3 separate regions of the Urocitellus parryii genome follow, and all the other regions are linked to region 1. Evidence: chromatin contacts called from public Hi-C data. All regions are on one chromosome and are shown on one strand. Each heading gives the region's core, a stretch centred on a gene start, on an enhancer-like site or on the middle of the called end of the contact. The rest is flanking DNA. Distances are from core to core; before and after follow the strand shown. Region 1 holds the start of Cebpd (CCAAT enhancer binding protein delta). Region 2 holds the start of Spidr (scaffold protein involved in DNA repair). Region 3 holds the start of LOC113187427 (dual specificity protein phosphatase 18-like).

Region 1 (2,840 bases), core at 140-2,639:
GGCTAGATCTGGCACGCCCCGTTTAGGGTCCTGGCGCACGGGTGTGCTGTAGTCATTGCGAATATATGAAGCAGGGGCGATTTTAAATGCTTCTTTATTCTTACAAATGTTGTAAAAATTAATATAAAAAGTGATCATGCTCAGTCTTTTCCTCTTATCTACAATACAAAGGTTTTGTTTGAAAGGGTTTTTGTTTTTTTACAAATGTACCTTAGCTGCTTCAATAAGAGTAAGATGTAGAAAAAGCTACCATTATAAAAATAATTTAAGGGAAAATAAACACGTATAGCTTCTCTCGCAGTTCAGTGACTGTAAGTCCAGGCTGTAGCTTCCTTTCACTCACATGTCCCAAAGAAACTGCAGCAGGCGCCGGGCGACTCTCGCGGCGCCGGGCTGGGGCGCGCTCCACTCCGGGCCCGTAGATTCTGAGGTATCGGTCGTTGGTGAGTCTCTCCCGGCCCTGGCCGCGCGTTACCGGCAGTCGGCGGCCCCGGCGGACGACAGGAAGGACGGGCTGGGCAGCTGTTTGAAGAACTGCCGGAGGCCGGCCAGGTCCCGCGTGAGCTGCTCCACGCGCTGGTGCAGTTTCTCGTTCTCCGCCGACAACTCCACCAGCTTCTGCTGCATCTCCTGGTTGCGTCGCTTGGCCTTGTCGCGACTCTTGCGCACCGCGATGTTGTTGCGCTCGCGTCGCTGTCGGTACTCCGGGCTGCCGCGGTCGGGGCCCCTCTTGCCGGAGCCTTTTTCTCGGGCAGGACCGGGCGCCGGGCTCGGACCCGGGCTGCTTCGCGGCGGCTCCGGAGACGTGGGCGGTGTGGGTTGCGCGGAGGTCGCCAGGCTCACCACCGTCTGCGCGCACGCGGCCACCTGCGCGGGCAGCAACGAGCCGGGCGCGTCACTGTCGCCCCAGTCAGGTTCCCGCTTGAGCGGGCGCGGGACAGCGGGGCCCGGGCCGGGCGGCCGCGCGGGGCCGCCGGGCAGTAGCTCCAGGCCGCCCGCGCCGCCCGCGCCGCCCGCGCCGCCCGCCTTATGGTTGCTGTTGAAGAGGTCCGCGAAGAGCTCGTCGTGGCACAGCTCCAAGGTGGGCACGGCTGCCATGGAGTCGATGTAGGCGCTGAAGTCGATGGCGCTCTCGTCGTCGTACATGGCAGGGGCGGCGGCGCCCGGCTCCCCCAGGGCCCCGGGCTCGGCCCCGCGTACCGGCTTGCCCGCCCGGCCTGGCTCGTAGAAGGGCGCGGGCTCCGCGGGCCAGGGCGCGCCGCGCGCTGGGCCGTCCAGGCTGAAGAGCGCGGCGCTCATGGCGGCGTCGGGCCAGACTTGGCGTCTAAGTGCTGCTGTCACCTCGCTGGGCCGACCCCGCCGCCTTTTCTAGCCGGGGCTGACGCGCACGCCCCGCCCCGGCTACGGCACAGCGAGGGCGCCCCGGGGCCGCGGGGGCGATGGGCGGGGGCCCTGGGGGAGCCTCCGCCCCTGGCCCCCGGCCCCGGCGCCGTCCCCCAGCTGTCCGCTGGCGTGCCCCTCTCCCGGCTGCTCCAACAACCCGGTCGCGTTCCCGGGACCCTCTCGCCGGCACGTGGGGGATGGGATGCGCGTTTCTGCCCCCGCCCCCGCCCCTGGCCCATCCCGAGTCGCGCTGCTGGGAATCGCCCTCCTACTGCCCGCTCTCCAGGGCCTTCCCTCCTTCCTGTTTGTGGGGTTTGGAGCTTCCTAGTTCCTCGCCACTGGGAGTAAAATTAAAACCAGGACTTGGCCCCGGATTGTGTTCATCCTGGGTCGCCTCTGGTCTCCAGAGAAGAGAGAACCGGGCGGTAGGGCTTCGTGCGGCCAAAGGTCTCCAAGGGTCTCCGGCTTCGGATTGGCGCAAGAGACCCTCACCCAGGCGCCCACGCCGAGGGCCCAGATGTGGAGACCCACGCTGGGGAAATGAGGCGCAGGAACTCATTTTTAGCCACTCTGGTGGCGCGCAGCAAGCGCAAGCGCGCAGAGGGAGGCTGCTTCTCATCACCCACGTTTCAGGGAATTTGGGGCCCGCTCTAGCCGCCTTGCTCGGAGATCCTGGGGCCCAGCTGGCCCTAGGGACAGAGGCTCAGCCATGCAACCGATGCTTCCTGGGGACAGCAGGACCTCCTCGATACCATTCATAATAGCAGAGCCGATAGGAGAGTGCGGTCACAACGCCACGTCTGGACCACCAACCATCCTAAATTCAGTCCTTCCTTGGAGCAGAGGGCCTGCCGCCCTTCCCAAGCCCCCAAAGCACTAGCGCTCCCTGGGGGCTTCCTGAGAGCTCCCTGGGCGCTGTCGGGTTTTTTGCAGGTCTACTGAAACAGTGCCACCTTGTGGTGCTCTCTTGCTTTAGCCCTCTTTCCAGTTCCAGACTCATTTCCCTATTAAATTCAAGAGGTGCTCTTGATCTATAGTACTGGTCCCATTTGGGAGAAAGATAAGTTCTACTCCAGTAGTTGTAATGGGGTATTAAGTTGTTATTGCTTCTTATGTTGTAAAATGAATGCGTGAAAAGTTGAAGTAAAATCCGGGCGAGGTGGCATGCACTTGTAGTCCCAGCTATTCTGTAAGCTGAGGCGAAAAGATCACTTGAGCCCAGAATCCCAGACCAAATCTGGCAGCATAGTTAGACACACACACATACCATCTCAAAAAAAAAAAAAAAAAAAAAAACAGGATGGGGTTTGTTCCTGAGGCAAATATTTCTGGTCAAATCCATTTTTAAATCATTGTTCTGATGGAGATCTACCCTCCATTTTGCATCCTTTGCTTGAGTTTTTCAACGGGTGTTGTGTCAGAACACCAGCTGCTAATTCCTAAAAATGCATTATGGG
Region 2 (2,840 bases), core at 98-2,597, 390 kb before region 1:
AGTCTCAGTAGTCTCAAACCCAAAATAGTTTTAGTATCTGGTTTATATTGGGAAGTGCTGATAGTATTAGTATAACAACAATGTCATGCTAAAGCTAACACTTTTTTCTTTCATTTTTTAAAACTATTTTAGAGTGAGTACTATATAAAAGGATTTCAAACAGGAGATAATGAAGAATGAGGACCAGGCAAAAAGATGGAGAGTGTGAAACACCACCAAAGAATGTCTTCTTTGAGGTATACGAAAAAGTGCTTTTAAAGCAGACTAAACTCCATTTCTGCATATTTTTAAAAATATAACTTTTTAAATTTTTATTCATTCTTTTTATATATACATGATAGTACCGTGTATTTTGACATACAGATCATATTTTGACATATTATTATACATATATACTTGTAATTAGGATCCCATTCTTGTGGTTGTGCATGATGTGGAGTTTCACTGGTGGCATATTCACATAGGAACATAGGGAAGTTATGTCCCATTTGAGAATACAACTTTGTAAGAATCCTTTCCTCCTCCCTAGGCAGACACTTTCTCAATTTTTAAAAATTATCAATTTAGTTTTTTCTACAACGAATAACTTCTTTACAGAATCTTCCTATTCAGACTTTAAACAAACCTAATTTTGTTTTTACTCAGTCCCAGGCCTCCTTCCCATTGTGTTTAGTTTCAAGACTATTTCTGAAAGTGTTGAGACACCAGTATATTCACTTCTAGAGGGATCCCTGGAACAGCATCTGGGAACTTGTTAGAAATCTACAAGTTCTATGGCCATATGCCAGACCTACAGGACTCGGGAAATCCAGAGGCCCGTGTTTTAACAAGTCTCTTTGATTTTGACGTCTCATAAATTGAAGATTCTCTACTCTTTAATATTTGGAAGTTGTTTCTTTCCCTCGCCCCAATATATCGGGAAATAACACCCCCCAATACACTAACAGCTACAGCTGCTCCTTAAGAATGATTATTCAAGGCACAGCTTACTTGGGGTTTTCATTTTATGTTTACTTAAGGTTAGTTTGGGCCAGACAACACAATTCGTAAGTCAACACTGCACGATCCTGTCTGCAAGCTCTCTTCTAAGAAACCCAACGGTGAGCGCAGCGGTTCGCCAACGACGGGCTCCAGACGCTTCGGACTCAGAGCCGGGAAAGAAGTTCGAGAAGCAGCGCCGCCAACGCTTCCCCCTCCCGAAATAAAGTACCCCTGCCGGACGCCCAGTAGCTCCCCGGAAAGCGCCGGGACGCCAGGAAGCCCCGCCCTGCGCTCGAACGCCCACCAATCGCAGCGCGCAGTGAGGCGTGCCGACTGGGAATCTGCGCGCGCGCGTTCGGGGGGGCGGTACCAGCGAGAGGAGGGAGGCGGCGCGCGTGGAGATGCCTCGCGGCGGCGGCCGCCCTCGCAGTCATAAGGTGCGCGGTGGGGCGGGAGTTGAGACCGTGCGGTTTCGCGTGTGGCTAGGGGGAAGCGCTGGCCCGCGGTGGCAGCTCGGTTTAGTCCTCAGCAGGCGTGAACGCCGGTTGGTTGGGCTAGAGGGTGGGCGCTGTGGCTGGCGGGCACTCCAGCCTGCGAGCTGGAGCCCGGGCGAGGCCGCGGCGGGCGGGTCTGCGTGCGGGTGCTGCTGCCGCCGCCCCCAAGTCGCTCTTCTGCCCGGATTGTGTGCGCTACTCCTGTTGTGGGAAAGGCGAGGGTGGCAGCGGTGGGCGTGACGGAGTGGGCTTCTGGGGCTTGAGTTGGGAACTAGTGAGTGAGATATATTCTTCCTCGCTGGTGTCTAGAAGTTCTTTTTAATTTTTTTTTTTTTGATTCATTCCTATAACGAACGCACCAAGACAGCAGTGGATATCGGCATGCCTCTGCCAGTTTTTCGTGTTGCTACTTTTCTTGTCGTTCCTAAATTTCCTCTGAAACTTTCTCTTTCTGCCAGTGGGAGAGGAATCTGGAGTTAAGTGCTTCCAGTCTGTATTCCAGCACCCTGCACAGTTTGTAGGCACGAAGTAGGTGTGTAGCAACTATGTAACAGGCACGATATGTGAAATGATTGCAACTGCATTCATGAGGACATCATTTTTATTCTATCAGTTGTGGTGGTCATAGTGTTGATTTTTTGCCACCTGCTTGTATTTCTTTTGGAGTGTCCCTGATGTTGCTACCCTAATCTTTTTAGTCTTTACAACTGCTCATTTATTTCCCTTTGCTGTCTTCCTGCCATGTTCTATATTTTATTTTATTTTGCCAAACTGGGGAGGGAGGAGCTACATTCCCAATCCTTTTTATTTTTTTATTTTGACATAGGGTCTTAGTTGCCTAGGCTAGTGTGTGTAATTTGCTTCAGCCTCCAGTACTTGGGATTGTAGGCCTGCACCACTACACCCAGCCACTAGCCACATTTCAAATGCACAGTAACTACATGTTGTCAGAGGCTTCTGGGTATCCAGCACAATACAAAACATTTATGTCATTGCAGCAAGTTCTGTTAGGTATCACTGGTGTACACTATTTGAAATGGTATTCTCTAAAAGCCAAAGATTTTCTAATTGCCATCATTTATTCAGATTTTCAAGACATATAAAACTTGATGGTATTGGTTTTAGAGAATAGGAACATTCTGAGATACAAAAAAGGAGAGCTCAATTTGGGGGAGATTGGCTGATTTTCATAGCAGTTGATATTTTACCTTTAGGAAGGTGTAACAGCTTGAGCTATGAGGCTAAGATGGAGGGTTGAAGAGAAGTGTGGGTATGGAAGTGTGTGATTGTGTATAGGTATTTACATGAATGTCTGTAAGTATGTGTGAGAGGAGAGGGCTAGTGACCAAGGACATGTGATAAGAA
Region 3 (2,840 bases), core at 164-2,663, 350 kb before region 1:
TTCTCTCCTGTGTAGAGCTCCATTTTTATCCTATATTTTATGTTTTCATCCTTGCCTTGGTTGAACACATCTTCCAGTGGCTTTCAGAAATGATTTACAGAAGATAATATTTTTGAGAATGCATGTCTGAAGATGTTTTTATCATACATTGGTATATAATTGAAAACTTGTACAGAATTTTTGATTGAGAATAATTTTTCTTTGAAGTTTTGGAAATATTACTTCATTGTCTCTAGGGCAAGTTACTTGTGCTTTATTTTGAGCCTTTGGTGGTGTTTCCTTAATTGTTCTTATCTTTGTATTCATGCCTTCTTATCTGTTCTGGAATTAATTATTTGTAAGCAGGCTAAGAAGCATGCCATGATCTAAAATTTTCTGTTGATCTTTCAATTATTATTTTTCTCTCACAACTTTTTGTTTTCCTTGGACTTGGTAATTATTTATTTTTGTTTATCTACTTTTTTTGGGGGGGAGAGAAGAGAGAGAGAATTTTTTAATATTTATTTTTCAGTTTTCGGTGGACACAACATCTTTATTTTATTTTACGTGGTGCTGAGGATTGAACCCAGCGCGCCACGCATGCCAGGCGAGTGCGTTACTGCTTGAGCCATATCTCCAGCCCTGTTTATCTATTTTTAATTACCATTAAATAACTCTGTGAGGTGGGAGCTGTTTTTATCCTCCCTATTTTCCAGATGAGAATTCTGAGGGGGATAATTAAATAATTTTCATTGTGTTTTAAACTACTAATACTAACTAATACAGGATTCTAATTCAGGCATTCTAGCTTCTGAGCTTTGGTTCTAACCATTTTGCTGTAGTGTCAAGTAATACTAATAGCAATAATAAGATTACTAACCATACCGTGAGTTCTTACTGTGTTAACCACTTTTCTAAGTGTCGAATATATGAGGTAAATATTACTATTAAGCCCTTTTGAAAGATGAGGGAACGGAGGCACAGCTAGTAAATGGCAGAGTGTGATTTTAATTTATGAAGTCTGATGCCAAATTCTGTTTAACGATTTGTGTTATATTCCTTGGAATGTAACATGTGAATTACTTGAAGGAAAGCATGGAAGGAACTAAAGTCCATGGCAGTAACTTCTCTGTACTACTGTCTTTTAACATACTTAACAAATGTAGCTGATTATGGATGTGACTTTCCATGTTGGTTGACAGTGCTGCTGCCTGGATTTTCAGTTTGTTTTATCATTGTCATCTAAGAATCATTCCTGTAGAGGGCAGCAGAGATATACCACACAGTTGTGGTAACCTACATTTTTTTTTTTTTTAGGAACTATGCAGGAAATCAGATTTAGGTAAACTTTGTTATGTAATTCCCATGCACTTTACGTAGTGATCCCTATGAAAATATAGGCTAAACGACATAATACATATCAGATAACTAGAATGAGGTTCAAGCTTTTTGTTAAGAAGGTAAACAGAAGCTGACTGGCACAGTAAAAGACTTAGAAGTAGTGGTTCATGCAGTTTCAAATAGAAAGCAAATGTGGTTTGTAAGTTTGAAGTTTGGCTTCATTGTTATGAAACAGATGATTGCTTTTTGCTCTTTACCAGTAGGGGAAGAAAAATTATTTGATAACTCATAGAAGAAGGAATTGGGGAAAAGTTTTAACAAAACAGGAAAGTCATCTGACAAAAATTTTTAAGTATTTCTAAATCTGAGTATTTATAATTGTTTTCTAGTATTTTTAATTATGTAATACACCTAACATAAACCTTACATCTGACTATTTTTAAAGTTATGGTATGAAATATTTGTGTAATGCTGTGGAACCATTATCTTCCATCTCCAGAACTCTTTTTATCTTATAAAACTGAAACTCTGGGGCCAGAGCGCTTGCCTAGCATCTATGAGGCCCTGGGTTGGATCCTTAGCACCACATAAAAAATAAATACACAAAATGAAGGTATTGTATCCAACTACAACTAAAAATATTAAAACAAAACAAAACAAAAAAACCCCTGAAACTCTGTATCCATTAACCAATAACTCCTGATTTTCCCCTGACCCCCAACTCCTGGAAACCCACCATTCTACTTTCTGTCATTCTGAATATGACTCCTTTAATTACCTCATGTGAGTGGAATCATATGTTATCTTTTTTTGTGATTGACTTATTTCACTTAGTATAATGTCCTTATGGTTAATCTGTGTCGTCAGAATGTCCTTCCTTTCTAAGGCTGAATATTATTCTATTGTATGTTTATGACACATTTTGACTTAATTTGTGGCTTAACAATTAGTCTAACCTGGAACTTGTCCTCTGTACTCTTGAGAAGAATGTGTATGCTGTTGTTGGATACAGTGTTGTAATGTTGTATAAATGTGTTAGATCTAGTCAGTTTATTGTGTTAAGTCCTGTATTTCCTTACTCTGTCTGGTTGTTCTGTTACAGAGGAGGGTATTGATTCCATCAACTATAATTATGAACCATTTCTCCTTTTAATTCTGCCAGTTTTGGCTTTATATATTTTAAGGTCTCTTATTAGGTACATAAATATTTGTAATTTTTATATCTTTCGTATTGAACCTCTTTAATATATATGTACTTCTTTATCTCTCATAACCTTTTTTGATTCAAGTCTTTTTTTTTTTTCTGGTATTAGTATGGCCCCTCTCTTCTCTCTTATAGTTACTGTTTGTATGGAGTGTCTTTACTATTTGATTTCAATCTTTTAATATCTTTAATCTAAAGTGATTCTAGCATAAACAATATGTAGTTGGATTTTTTTAAAATAAAAGCTACCAATCTCTGTCCTTTGATTGGAGAGCTTAATTCATTTAAAGTAATTATTGGTATAGAGGAAGTTCTA

What was found. Hi-C and Micro-C count contacts between places; a contact is called where the count stands out from the background.
Region 2: a contact with region 1 is called in a Hi-C map of liver, with 5 times the contacts expected there. The contact joins the promoter of Spidr here to the promoter of Cebpd in region 1. A contact is called at or near these places in 2 of 2 Hi-C or Micro-C datasets (liver and muscle).
Region 3: a Hi-C map of muscle shows a contact between it and region 1, with 7 times the contacts expected there. The contact joins the promoter of LOC113187427 here to the promoter of Cebpd in region 1. A contact is called at or near these places in 2 of 2 Hi-C or Micro-C datasets (liver and muscle).

The regions. Positions count from the first base shown.
Region 1 is chr7:81,049,439-81,052,278 of mUroPar1.hap1, reverse strand. Cebpd (CCAAT enhancer binding protein delta) reads right to left here and starts at 1,389. Exons shown (of 1, transcript XM_026395188.2): 1 at 377-1,389. The coding sequence starts at 1,299. The coding sequence ends at 472. Spidr (scaffold protein involved in DNA repair) reads left to right here. Exons shown (of 20, transcript XM_026395186.2): 20 at 1-5. LOC144255712 (a long non-coding RNA gene) reads right to left here and starts at 72. Exons shown (of 4, transcript XR_013343897.1): 1 at 1-72.
Region 2 is chr7:81,443,436-81,446,275 of mUroPar1.hap1, reverse strand. Spidr (scaffold protein involved in DNA repair) reads left to right here and starts at 1,347. Exons shown (of 20, transcript XM_026395186.2): 1 at 1,347-1,418. The coding sequence starts at 1,383.
Region 3 is chr7:81,398,813-81,401,652 of mUroPar1.hap1, reverse strand. It overlaps LOC113187427 (dual specificity protein phosphatase 18-like), which reads left to right and starts at 1,413. Exons shown (of 3, transcript XM_026395202.2): 1 at 1,413-1,439. The coding sequence starts at 1,413. All of the region lies in intron 5 of Spidr (scaffold protein involved in DNA repair), which reads left to right.